Linked DNA regions of Sus scrofa: region 1 is linked to region 2. A link is a contact called in public Hi-C data. All regions are on one chromosome and are shown on one strand. The core of a region is the stretch at or near the end of the contact, and the rest is flanking DNA. Distances in the headings are between cores, read along the strand shown.

What was found. A called contact is a pair of places that touch in the nucleus more often than the background predicts.
Region 1: a Hi-C map of skeletal muscle shows a contact between it and region 2, with 5 times the contacts expected there. The contact joins the promoter of BRK1 here to the promoter of FANCD2 in region 2. A contact is called at or near these places in 5 of 47 Hi-C or Micro-C datasets (brain, epiblast stem cells, heart right ventricle and 2 more) and 2 of 2 datasets of contacts at active chromatin or transcription factors (alveolar macrophages and skeletal muscle).

What each region holds. Positions count from the first base shown.
Region 1 is chr13:66,310,323-66,317,238 of Sscrofa11.1, forward strand. It overlaps BRK1 (protein BRICK1), which reads left to right and starts at 5,116. Exons shown (of 3, transcript XM_003132361.5): 1 at 5,116-5,393. The coding sequence starts at 5,192. FANCD2OS (FANCD2 opposite strand protein) reads right to left here and starts at 2,643. Exons shown (of 2, transcript XM_021069317.1): 1 at 2,271-2,643. The coding sequence starts at 2,328.
Region 2 is chr13:66,239,829-66,246,473 of Sscrofa11.1, forward strand. FANCD2 (Fanconi anemia group D2 protein) reads left to right here and starts at 2,123. Exons shown (of 44, transcript XM_021069313.1): 1 at 2,123-2,215; 2 at 4,313-4,388; 3 at 5,965-6,105. The coding sequence starts at 4,325. EMC3 (ER membrane protein complex subunit 3) reads right to left here and starts at 2,135. Exons shown (of 8, transcript XM_003358517.4): 1 at 1,776-2,135. The coding sequence starts at 1,930.

The DNA.
Region 1 (6,916 bases), core at 3,866-6,365, 73 kb after region 2:
TAATGCTTTATAGGGACAGTAGAGGATAGTAACAAGAACTGAATCTGGCAACTGTTACGGGTTCTAAAACATTATTAAACCAAGGTTCACAAGCCTCTGAAGATAGGTTTTTAACCCATTTTTTAGATGAGGAAATGGATTTGTTCAAAATGGAGTAACCCTGTTCAGCATTAAGATCTGTGCTGTGTTGACAACTACGGATAGTCTATGCCTCTCAGGTCAGAGGCTGCTGGCACTTGATGAGTCATTTATTCATGGACTGATGCTCAAGAAGGGCATTTGTGGCCAAATATTTGTGACTCTAAATCCCATGTACTTTATACCATTGGTTTTCAAAGTACAATCCCAGGACTAGCACCATAAGCTTCCTCTGGGAACATGGAAGAAATGCAGATTCTTGGGTCTCACCTCAGGCCTATAGAATCAGAAACTCTGAGGGAAGGGCCCTGCATTCTGCATTTAAACAAACGCTCCAAGGGATTCTGATGCACTTTATAATTTGAAAACCAGTTTTGCTGTTCTTTTAAATAACTTTAGCTTTTACTATTCTTACTTATGGAGACAGTCTTCTCTTGGCCCTAAAAATCTCTTTTCTGACACAAGGGAGCAGCTCTCAGAGCCCTGGGCTACTTATTAGGTACCAGTTCTAAGGAATTACACCAGGCTGAGAGTAAAAATAGTTTCCAAAGGCCAATCTTTAAAAAGTTTTTCAAGATTTTTCTGGTTCTTCTACATCTGTTTTGTCTTTGTTTTTTGTTTTCTTGCCTATGGAAGGTCTACTGGCTATGAGGACTTGATTTTTTTCCCCCTTTGAAGATTAAAGAGGGTGCTGGGAGGATTTTGCTAACTTGGAATTTATCCAGGTAGAATTTGGACTTTCCATCTATTTAAAAATGCCAGTATATAAAGGGTTGCACTGAATTTAGGAGAAGCTTACATTTTTTTGAGCACCTACCTATTATGTTAAGGGGTATAGCAGATCCCTTTTCTTTCTAGCCAAGTGAATTTCTCTCCCCCTTCTCTCTTCTCCCACAAAGGTCTGATCCTATCCCACCCACTAATTGCCTAGGGCTGGGAAAAGATGACACTTCCACCATATTTTGTGAGGTCGTAAAATGTTCGCTTTGTTTTTGTTTTGTTTTTTTTTTTTTTTTTGCTTTTTAGGGCCACACCCGAGGTATATGGAGGTTCCCAGGCTAGGGGTCTAATCAGAGCTGCAGCCACAGCCACATGCCAGATCTGAGCTGTGTCTGTGATCTACACACCACAGCTCACGGCAACGCTGGATCCTTAACCCGCTAAGCAAAGTCAGGGATCAAACTTGAAACCTCATGGTTCCTAGTCAGATTCATTTCTGCTGTGCCACAACAGGAACTCTGTAAAGTTTGTTTTTTAAAGAGTATTATTGGTGGTGTTTCAAACCAGAAGACCTCCCCCTGACCATGGCTGGTATAAAGGAGACTTGTTGATTTCCTCCAACTGGTATGTTTCTCCTGATCTGTTTAGGCCCATGTACACACTTTCTTCAAATATCTCCAGCTGCCTTTGGATGAGAAATTGACATCAGAGGGATAGTTACATATTCCAAACAGCCTATGAAAGGCTTCTAATGCTTGTTATTATGACCCTAAACTCAGGACTGCTCTGGTACACCACCAAGGCACAGTGGAGGAGGGTGTTAACTCCTCTGAGTATGTGATCATAATCCCAGGAGCCTTTCCTCCTTTGTCTCTTAAGAGGCAACAGGGCAGGGGGACAAGGCTTTATCAAATGTCCAGCCTAAATACTCAGCAGAACCAACATGGGATGAGAGAGGGCTTCTGACCCCAGGTCTTTCTACCACTTTGTCACAAGGTTCAAATAAGGATATTTCACACCCCCACTCCCACCTTCCAGAAGTCACCATCATCCACTCCAGGAGGGGTTGAACCTAGGAAGTCTGTTCAAGCAGCTCTAGTAGCTCCCAAATGGGGAACACCTGGTTCTGGCTAAAAAGTCTTCCCCTTGGTACCAGTCCCCCTCCGAGGACCCGCATCCTGATTTCCCCATCTGGGAAAGTGGAAGACAGCGTCTTAAGTACCCCTGAGGTTCTTGTGAACTGTGAACTGCGATCCCAAGGGGCTGGAGCTACCCTGAGTGGGGAAGGCTTCCCCTTCCGGCCAGGAGAGTGGGCTGTCCCCGGGGGTCCCTACCCGGGGGCGGGGACAGAGGGCTAGCGGAGGTGGTGGTGAGAGCCCAGGCCGGTCCCACCATCCGGGCCAGGGGCTCACCTGCTGAACTCCGAGGGCCACACGCTCCAGAGTGGCGGCCGCTGTTTCCAGGCCGCATCTTTTCTCCACCGGGCGCCTGGCAACCGCCTTTGTGACCCGGAAAGCACGCGGTGGGTGGGGGTGGGGTGGGGGACTCGAGGAGCCCCGCTGGGAGCCCCCACCTCCCTGGAACACTTGGCCCGGGCCTTAGCCTTCAGCAGTGCCAGTTGGACCCCCACCCCCTCTCTTCCCCTTTGGCAGTTGATCTGTGCCTTTGATTTGGCAGAAGAGGGCCTACTCCAAAGACTGGCCTGGAATCTACATGTGTTCCTGGAGCTATAGTTAGTGTCAAAAAGTAAGCTCCAGGAGTTCCCCTGGCGGCCTAGCAGTTAAGGATTTGGTGGTGTCACTGCTAGGGTGCAGGTTCTTATCCCTGGCTCAGGAACTTCCGCATGCCCTGAGCACCACCAAAAAAAAAAAAAAGAGGGGGAGTAAGTTCTAGTCTTTAAACCCTGCTCTGGGGGTTCAGGCTGACTTGCGCAGAGTTCCAAAGTCTTTTGCTGCTGCACTGGAAAGATCCAGGCACTAGGAGACAGTTTATAAATGCTAACCTGTCAAGAGCAAGAAGAAAGATTCATGTCTCTCCCTGACTTCCTGGCCAAAAACTTTGCTCTGCTTCCTGTTAAATCTCAAAAAGAACAAATTAACTAATGGCCCACCTGCCCTTAGCTTACAAACCCAGAAATTGCCCTGGTGCTTTATGAGCAGTCACCTTTTTGTCTGGCTCTTTGGATGAAGCCAAGGGGAGGAGACTGGGAGCCTGGGGATGTGGTGTCAGGATAAGATTCTAGTTTGGAAGATCTGATAGTCTGGAGGGACTTGTCAAGAATTGTCAGGTGTCCACTGTGTGCATGTGCCTGTGGAAGGAGAGATCAGTGGAGAGAGTGGGAGGCTGAGGCAGAAAAATGGAGAGGGGCAGAGACTGATGAGTCTTGGAAAAGACTAAAATGATTTTGAACTACTGGTTTTTTCCCTAGTAAGTTTATTTAATTAATTTATTTATTTACTTATTTAGTCTTTTTAGCACAGCATATGGAAGTTCCCAGGCTAGGGGTCGATTCAGAGCTGCAGCTGCCGGCCTACACCACATCCACAGCAATGCAGGATCCAAGCTGTGTCTGAGACCTACACCACAGCTCATGGCAATGCTGGATATTTCACCCACTGAGCGAGGACAGGAATCAAACCTGTATCCTTATGGATACTAGTCGGGTTTGTTACTGCTGAGCCACAATGGGAACTCCTTTATTTTCTCTTGAATCAGAGACAAAAGTTTTTATTGTGCAGTTGAGTTTTTTTTAATGAAAGTCTGCAAAGCAAAATTATATGATTAAAAATTGTTAGACAATGGTTCATCATGCTGTACAGTAGAAAAAATGACAGAACTCTGTAAACCAGCTATAATGGAAAAAATATCATTATATAAAATAAAGACAGTTCCCATCGTGGCGCAGTGGTTAACGAATCCGACTAGGAACCATGAGGTTGCGGCTTCGGTTCTTGGCCTCGCTCAGTGGGTTAACAATCCGGTGTTGCTGTGAGCTGTGGTGTAGGTTGCAGACGCCGCTCGGATCCCATGTTGCTGTGGCACTGGCGTAGGCTGGCAGCTACAGCTCGGATTCGACCGCTAGCCTCGTGAACCTCCATATGCCGTGGGAGCGACCCAAGAAATGGCAGAAAGACTAAATAAATAAAGACAAAATATTTTTTAAAATTGTTAAAAAAGAAAAAGAAAAAGGAATTCCCATCGTGGCACATTAGAAACGAATCCGACTAGGAACCATGAAGTTTCGGGTTAGATCCCTGGCCTTGCTCACCGGGTCAAGGATCCATTGTTGCCGTGAGCTGTGGTGTAGGTTTGCAGACGCTGCTTTGATCTGGCATTGCTGTGGCATAGGCTGGCAGCTACAGCTCTGATTAGACCCCCTAGTCTGGAAACCTCCATATGCCAGGGGTGCGGGCTCCCCCACCAAAAAAAAAGAAAAGAAAAAATTTTGTATTTTGTTTTCTTCTTCACTTTAGCATGTGTGTTCTGTTGCCATAATTGACATTTAAATGACCTCATAATATTGCTCTAAGTGACTATACTGATATTTAGCCATTCCCCAACAGTTGAGATTTGTTTTTTTAAATGAATGATGCCTTTAAGAACATTGTGCTCAAAGTGTTTTCTCTTTTCCAATGAGCTCTTCTTTTTTGTCTTTTTTGGGCCGCATCCCAAGGCATGTGGACTTCCCAGGCTAGGGGTCGAATCAAAGCTGTAAGCTGCCAGCCTGGACCACAGCCATCAGATCAAAGACTCTGCAGCTCTATCTAACCCACTGAGCTAGTGCCAGGGATGGAATCCACGTCATGGATACTAGTCATGTTCCTTACGGCTGAGCCACAACGGGAACTCCACCAATGACTTTATTAAATTTCCTTCTGAATAGATCTTGCCAGCTTACAGTATGACCAGCTATTTACTAATTTTCCCATTTCCCTTCAGCCAGCCTCTTCATCTCTAAGTATTATAGTTTAAAAAAATAACCTTTTGTTCATTTGATAAATGCAAGGTGGGCATCATGTGTTGTTAAAAGGCATTTTTGAAATGACTTGTGTTTTCTGTGGTTTAATTGGCATTGCCCAGCTTATTGTGGTCAGAGATCTCAGTTTGGAGCGCCTGAAGTTAGGGTTGATGCGGGCTCACGCGCCCCCTAACGACCAAAACTGCCAGTGACTGAGGGGGGACGGGGGGGGCTCTGAGTGCGTGCGCACTCCATTCTCCAAGCCGGTTTTGCGGCCACCGTTTTCCGGGGTGTGGGAGAAGAGCGAAGACGCTGGCGGGGACTTGACAATGCGCAGGCGCATCACGAAGCCTGTGGATTTGTGGCCAACCGAGCATGGGCGTGGGCTGGCTGCGTCGGCGCACTGGAGGCCTGGAGGGTCGAGGCGCGTGCGCAGTCGCGCTTCCTTCAGCTGCAGCCATGGCAGGCCAAGAGGATCCCGTGCAGCGGGAGATTCACCAGGATTGGGCGAACCGGGAGTACATTGAAGTCATCACCAGCAGCATCAAGAAAATCGCAGACTTTCTCAACTCGTTTGGTCAGCGGGCGAGCAGGGGGAGGCAGGGAGGAGGGGGGCCCGCCTAGGGAGGGCGCTGAGAAGCTTTGACGCGGGTTCTGGGAGCCGTGGGCTCCTGCTGGTGTTTGCTTCCGCCTTCAGGCCGCACTTTTCCCCTCTCGCTCTGACCCCCGGCCTCCACTGATCATTCCCTGTGGGGTTATCCTGCCCCACGCTGAGCTCATCGGCTTCATTGCCTTCCCCCCGCATCCAGTAACAAGTCCGTTCCTTTCCCGGACGTGTCAGACAGCCCCATCCATCGCCTGAATCTTTCCTTCTCTTCAGGCGTCTCCCTTCTTTTGTGCTTCGTTTCAGTCGTCACTTGGTGCTCAGAGAGCGCTGTCCAGAAGCCCTTTAGCGTCGAGCCTGTTAGTCGCCCCTCCTGTCGGTCCTTTCCTGTCTCGGCGTGTGCTGTGCAGAGTGGTAGATGAGAGCGGAGGAGGGCCCACATCGCGTCCGGCCAGGGACATCTCTGCATCGCTAGTATCTAGACCACAGTGGGTGTTGTCTGCTTCTAGCAAAATCTTTCCTTGGCATGACCTGTCCGTGACAGTCTTAAAGTTCCTTCCGCGTTGTTTCCTATCCTTGTGCTACACCCTGCAGCAGAGACTCCTGACTCTTGTTCTCCGAGTGTTACTTTGAAAGAACCGGGCACTGGGTAAACTTTTTATGTCATCACAAGGTGTGGGGATGACATCTAGTGATCTTTTTCCAGTTGTGCTTCTGGCCCACTAATTCAGCAACATTAAGCGATTAAGTAGGGGAAACTGATAAATTTAAAAAGACTTAAAAAGGAATTATTTTCTTGCTAAGAGAAGTCCAAAGGAGTGTATAAAGGTGACAGCAAGAGATTTGTCCAAAAGCATCAGCAAGACAAACTAGATCTGAGTACAAGGCTCTTTCTCAGTCTCTGTGGGGAAGACAGAATAAGAACCATTTCCTACAATTAAGTGATTTCTATTTTGAAGATGAAATAATGACATCAGAGCAAAGCAGAACATTGTTTCTGATTTAATATATTTACATATAGGAATTCCCCTTGTTGCTCGGCAGTAACAAACCTGACTAGTATCCATGAGGACCTGTGTTTGATTCTTGGCCACACTCAGTAATTTAAAGATCTGTGTTGCAGGAGCTGTAGTGTAGGGTGCAGAGGTGGCTGGGATTCTGCATTCCTCTGGCTGTGGTGTAGGCCAGCAGCTACAGCTCCGATTCAACCCCTAGCCTTGGAACTTCCATATGCCTTGGGTTTGGCCCTGAAAAGACAAATATATACATGGTCTTTTACATTTGTATGTAAATACACATTATTTATTTATAATAAGCTTATAAAATATATAAATATATATACTTGCATACAAATGTGTAGGACTATAACCTTTTTAAAAAATGTTTAAAATTCTTATAGCCATACCCATGGCATATGGAAATTTCTGGGCCAGGGATTGAATTCAAGCCACAGCTGCAGCAACAACAGATCTTTTAACCCAGTGCCCTGGGCTGGA
Region 2 (6,645 bases), core at 873-3,372:
AGACCTCTAGCCTGGGAACTTGCATATGCTGTGGGTGTGGCCTCAAAAAGCAAAAAACAAAAAACTCCCACCTTGTGTGTAGATTGTACCAACTGTGAATTTCATTTTGAGTTAGAAAAAGGAGCTTTGAGTCTGATATCATTCAGAAACATCACTCTGAAATCACATGGTGAACCCAGAGCAGAAAATTATGGCAGAAAAATCTGTGACAGCAGTTATTGTGGGCAAGAGAATTTAATTTGGAAGTGAGTCTCATATGGATTTAATTACAGGCACAGTATTTTACTATTTTGGTTACTTTGGGGAGGCCACTTAACCTCTCTGGGCTTCCTTTTCTTCAGGGGATTCAGGATTATCTTAGTGTTACTGTGGGGATAAAAGGAAAACAGTTATTGGTGTCAGTAATTAAACAATGCTGAATGTCTGAACTCCAGTCATTTTATATCTTTCTATAGCCTTCCTTTCTGTGGTGAACTGACTTCTTAAGATTATCTCCAGGAGGTTAGTTCTGATCAGTTCTGAAACTGATGCCACAGAAAAATAACTGAAGTAGCTGCTGTGGTACAGGGGAAAGAGCTCCAGACATGGGAACCAAAAAACTTGGCTTCAAGTCCTGAATGTCACCATGTGTGACTTTGGATCCTCTTAAGCCTCAGTTTCTATTAAAACTGAATAGCATCTACCTCACAGAACTGCTCTGAATTTTAAATGTTAATGAATATAAGTGCTTAGCATAATGCCTAGCAGAAAATAAGTGTTTAATAAGTACTGGTTTATGATTATTCTCAACTGAATTGGGAGGCACAACTGAAAATGATAAAGCAGTGCTTTCCAAACTTCAGTTATTCCCATTCCATGATTATGGTTTTTGTCTTATTTACCAAGCAGTTGTACTACTAAAAACTTAATATTTTTTTATATATCAACTTTTCCTACTTATATAAGTTTTAGAAGTCTTTCAATTACCAGCAACATGGCTTAACACCAGTATTGTTTGCCACACATAGAAAATAAATGTTAACATAACTGCAATAAAAACAAAAGAACATTATTAACTTTCAGCTAGATATTGTTACCTGGGCAAAGTTCTGAACCTAAGGCTTGCTCTTTGTTAAAATGTGATTAATATGTGATAGGAAAGTGTTAAAGACATGGTAGCATTCGCCTGAGTTGGTCTCAAAATAATCAGAACGATTAACTGAAAAATTTTTTAATTTGATATGGAGTGGACACATGTCTGGATATCACCTAAATTCTCTCAAATTACTTCTTGACACAGGTAGATACAGTCATGAAGCACATGAGGAAGATGTTGTCTCCACTCCAGGAAGGGAAATGATTAATTACATCTCCTCACATCTCTATGACAGTTTTACATTTGCAAAGCACTTGGAAAGCTGACCACCACAGTAGTTTGGTAAAAGAAGTATAATCACACCTATCTTTTTGATTAAGAGTTCATAGATAAGACCACCGAGGGTTGGCCACTAGCCTAATAATATTAAGAGCAACATTTTATTGAACAACTACCATGCCCCAAGTCTATGATAAAGTCTCCATAGACATCATCTAAAATTTAATCCCCACGCCTGCTCTATGGGGCATGTCCTGTTATCATCCTCTTTTTGCAGATGAGGAAAGTGAAACACACAGCCAAAGAACACTGAGGTAGTGGGGGGGGGCGATGAGAAACCCCGGCAAACTAACATAACCCCTACATTTTCTTGCCCAAGGTCATAGGAGAGTAGGATCGCCGGAGAAGGGAGGGCGCTAACCTGTCAGAGACTTGTTCCTGGGTGAGCTTCTTGTCGCTCTGCAGCAGGATGGACACGTAGTGACGGATCATGCCCACGAAGAAGGTGATAATAACGATTGGCAGGACCACCCAGAGGCGGATGTTGGAGTCGAGCAGTAGCTCAGGCCCCGCCATCTTCACAGAGCGCCGGCGGCCTGCGGGTGTAGCCGGGTTTCTTTTTCCCGGGGCGCGGGGTTTCTCGTCGAGTTAGTCTCCGGGCCTTCTCACTCCCCTTAACCAGCTTGGCGGGGGACCCACCACGGTAGCCTCGGCCCTCACTCCCTTCCCCCAGGCCGGGCCACTGGCCCGCCCACTTCCGGCGCGGAAGTTTGACGTAACGGCCAGGCGCGCTCCGGTGGCGTTGGCGTGGCGGCGTGCGGGGCGGGAAAGTCGAAGCCTAGGGCGGTGACTTCTTGGCGGGTAAGTGGAGCAGCGGTCATTGTCCCTCGAGGTCCCTTGCCCTGTGGTCTGGTCCCAAGGCCCCCGCCGAGCGCGGCTTTTCCCTCTGAGGCTTCGAGCCCCAAACCTGAGCTTCCTTTGTCGCGTGCCAGTACCCACCCCCCACCCCCAGATACCTTGCTGCGTCGTTAAAATGACGAAATAAGGAGGGATTTACCGAATTGGTCCGGGCAGCCCGCCCTATCTCCTCGGCTTTCAGACTTTTCTGGAAGCGTGATGGGTTAGCACGTGTTAAAGATGTGTGCGCAGAAATCAGACGGCCTGACTTACTTTAGTTTTTCCGTCTGCAGAATGGCTGGTAGTGTTTATAAGTAGTAAACGAGGCCACGGATAAAGAATACGCTTAGCATGGTGCTTGGTATGTAGCGGATATTAACTTTTATTGGAAGCCATTATTATAATCAAGAGTACGTGTAGTTGGTAGTTAAGAGTCAAATTCTGGAGCCGGATTGCTAAATTGGAACCCCAGCTCTGCCACTCAATGTGAGAATAATAATGGTATCTACTTCAAAATGTTTTATGGCGTTCCCGTCGTGGCGCAGTGGTTAACGAATCCGACTAGGAACCATGAGGTGGCGGGTTCGGTCCCTGCCCTTGCTCAGTGGGTTAAGGATCCGGCGTTGCCGGTGAGCTGTGGTGTAGGTTGCAGACGCGGCTCGGATCCTGCGTTGCCGTGGCTCTGGCGTAGGCTAGGGGCTACAGCTCCGATTTGACCCCTAGCCTGGGAACCTCCATATGCCGCGGAAGCGGCCCAAAGAAATGGCAAAAAGACCAAAAAAAAAAAAAAAAAAAAGTTTTATGAGGAATAAATGAAGTATTAAACATAAAGCACTTAAAATAGTTTTTGCTAGCTGTTAGTAGTTACCTTCCTGCCAGCCATTCTCCTTTAGCAAATATTCTTGGAAGTTTTTAATGCCAGGTGCTGTGCTGGGGTCAAGGGATACCGAGATAAGTGACACTAGGTTCTTGCTCTCAAAGAGCCTGGCGGTAAGGGCTCCCACACATCTCTGTGGATCAGGGAAGCTGGAGTGGTAAACTCCCTGGGAATAGGAGGAACACTCTTCAAGGAAGATGGCTTTTGACTGAGTCTTTAAGGAGGTGGAGTAATTTACAGGCAGATAAGAGCATTTCAGTTGGAAAGAACACCTTATCCAAAAACACTGAGACAGGAAGGTTCTGGTTTGCAAAATAGAGTAGTAGTCCCTGTGGTTCAGACCCTCCTCTACCTCTGCAGGCTCATTTCTGACTCTACATTCTCCTTCCTGTTTCTCTGTTGAGTTTTTCTCTGCCTGGACCACTCTTCTCATACCTCTTCTACTGGCTATCTCTTATTTCAGCTTTCAACTTCAGGGTGCTGCTTCAAAATCACTTTCTCAAAGAGATTATCCCTGAGAAATTCTTGCTGTTTTTCTTCATCACTCTCAATTAGACTAATTTTCTCATAGTACCCTAGATGGTGAACATTCTTTTTTTTTTTAGTATGGCCGCACCCACAGCATATGGAAATTCCAACAAGGGATTGAATCTGAGCTGCAGCTGTGACCTATGCCACAGCTGCAGCAACACCAGATCTTTAACCCACTGTTCTGGGCTGGGGATCTAACCGCATCCCCACAGATTCCTTTTTTTTTTTTTTTTTTTTTTTTGTGCTTTATGTTGTGCTGAACATCTTATTTTTTTTTATTACTCAAATGAATTTATCACATCTGTAGTTGTATAATGATCATAATCCCCACAGATTCTTAATCCACTGTGCCACAGTGGGGACTCCTAGATGGTGAAAGATCTTAAATGTTATATAGAGAACTGTGGGTTTTATCCTTCAACAAGAGGGAAGTGGCCTGACTAAGGAGGCAACTAGATAAACCAATCTTGAAAGCAAGGGAGTATTGACCAGATGTAGGAGTTGAAGTTTTCTCAGAGAGCATTCTTATAAAGTGTTTGGCTTTGGATAGAGTAGCTTTCTTAGAGCTATAGCTTTAACTTCTCAGAATTTATTCAGTTCTTTGGGGTTAACTTCTTTTCTCTGATTTTGCTCTTGAAATTTAACTGAGGAAGACTTTGATCAAAATGGTTTCCAAAAGAAGACAGTCAAGATCTGAGGATAAAGAGAGCCTGACAGAAGATGCCTCTGGTAAGTGTGTAGTCATTTTTGCTTTATTTCTTGTAGCAAATATGCGAGGTACTAAAAGGGAGGTTAAATTTCCTGCTTTCAAGTGCTGGGAGTCACCAAGGCTTAACAGAGCACACAGAATCTAGTATCAGGAGATATGAGATTAAATTTCTGCCTCTCATTCCACGAATGACTTTGGCCATGGTGGTAGGCTGTGAGTTTCAGTCTCCACATCCATAAAAGGAATCTACATACATAAGAGCTTATGTATTGTCCATGTTTTAGGTGCTGGACACATAGTCTCCTTACCTCCCTTAAAAAAATTTATGATCTAGTTAAATGCTATGATAGGGGTATATAAAGGAAAAGCATCATATGTATCAAAGCTGGCACATCAGAGGCAAAGAAAGAGACTGTCCATATGAGAATGTAGTTGACAGCCCTGAGAGTTCCACTGAGAAGGGGTCTTTCATTTATCATACTCATTTAGTCTATTAGGGCACTTTTAACTTGTTATATCATTGACGGAGAAGAGTACATAATCACACATTAAGAACCTTTTTGTTTGCTTACGTTTTATGACTTCTCTGGGTCAAAAGCTTTGGGATAAAACCATTCTGGGCTTTGTAGTCAAAAATGTGATGTAGGAGAACCTGCCTCATTTTTTCTATCCCTGCATCTAGATCATTGGTTTTCAAACTTTGGTGTGCATCAGGAGTATTACCTGGAGAGTGTGTTAAAAATTTAGATTCCCAGACTCCATTCGTAAGATTTAGTTTCTGCAGCTCTGGAACGTGACCTAAGACTATGCTTTTAATAAGTAATTCCAATGAGGTGATTTGTAGACCACATGAGAGATCCCGACTGCTTTAGAATTTGGGTGGAAAACATTTCCCTGGTTGTCATTAGAAGTGGCACATTTTAGGAAGTTGCCATGAGGTATAGTGGGTTGAGGATCTGGTGTTGCTACAGCTGTGGTGTAGGTCACAATTTTGGTATGGGTTCGAACCCTGGTCCAGGAACTTCCACATGCGGAGGGTGTAGCCAAAAAAAAAAAGTGGCACATTTTAAATTGTTCAAATGAAAACTCAATAGGTGATAATAATTCTATTTATTTATTTATTTATTTATTTTGGTGTTCTTAGGGCCGCACCTTCGGCATATGGAAGTTTCCAGGCCAGGGGTTGAATCAGGGCTGTAACTGCCGGCCTATATCACATCAACAGCAATGCAGGATCTGAGCTGCATCTGTGACCTATACCATAGCTCATGGCAATGCCAGATCCTTAACACATTGAAGAAGGACAGGGATCAAATTCATGTCCTCATGGACACTAGTCAGGTTCATTACTGCTGAGCCAACATGGGAACTCCACAGTGATTGTTTAATTTGTTTGTTTGGAGGCCATATTGCTGACGCTTGTGAGAAACAGTATTTCACTACAGTAGTAGGTTCACTATAATTCCTTAGGAACCCATCAACTTTCTCCTTTTTTTTTTTTTTTTAGCTTTTTTCTTAGGGTTATTATTCTAGGGTTTACATTTAAATCTTTGCTTTACTATTTGTAACATTCTTGAAAATTTTGTCTGTTTTCAGAAACCAGGAAGCAACCACTTTCCAAAAAGACAAAGAAATTTCATGTTCATAATGAAGTTGAGGAAAATGACAGTGTCTTCGTAAAGCTTCTTAAGACAGCAGGACTTATTCTTAAAACAGGAGAGAGTCAGAATCAACTAGGTACTATTTTAATCTAAATCTTTTCTCTGGGTATATTTAAAGGGCTCAGAACTGAATCATGGATTTTCTTTTTTTTTGAATCATGGATTTTCTAGAGGGCAATGAAGATTAGAAATACCACCTGTCCTGAGGCAAGGATGAAGTTGAAATTGCTTTTTAGAGAATATCGTTATTCTTTTGGTCCTGATTAATGCGTGTTAAGTAAAGTACTTCTAATTTTTTTTTAAGAAAAAATGTTATATGCTAGTATTACATTATATTTTCTTGTGAAAAATAATTAATACCAGAGAACAATCTGATCTGTATTAGAGTAACTTCAGAAAAGAACTTATAAAGCCATGTAAGGCCCTGATTTGTGGGCACAGATTATTCTGTCCAGCTAAGGTTATGGCCTGTTTTTTTTAGAACACTTAGTAGCTATCCTTTATAAAAGCTAACTCTTTTGCTGTGGATTTATAAGATTTGGCTCAAAGTTAGGTTAAAAATATCCTTATTGGTTTCACCAGACAGGAACCTAGGTCTTTGGGAAAGTAAAACAAG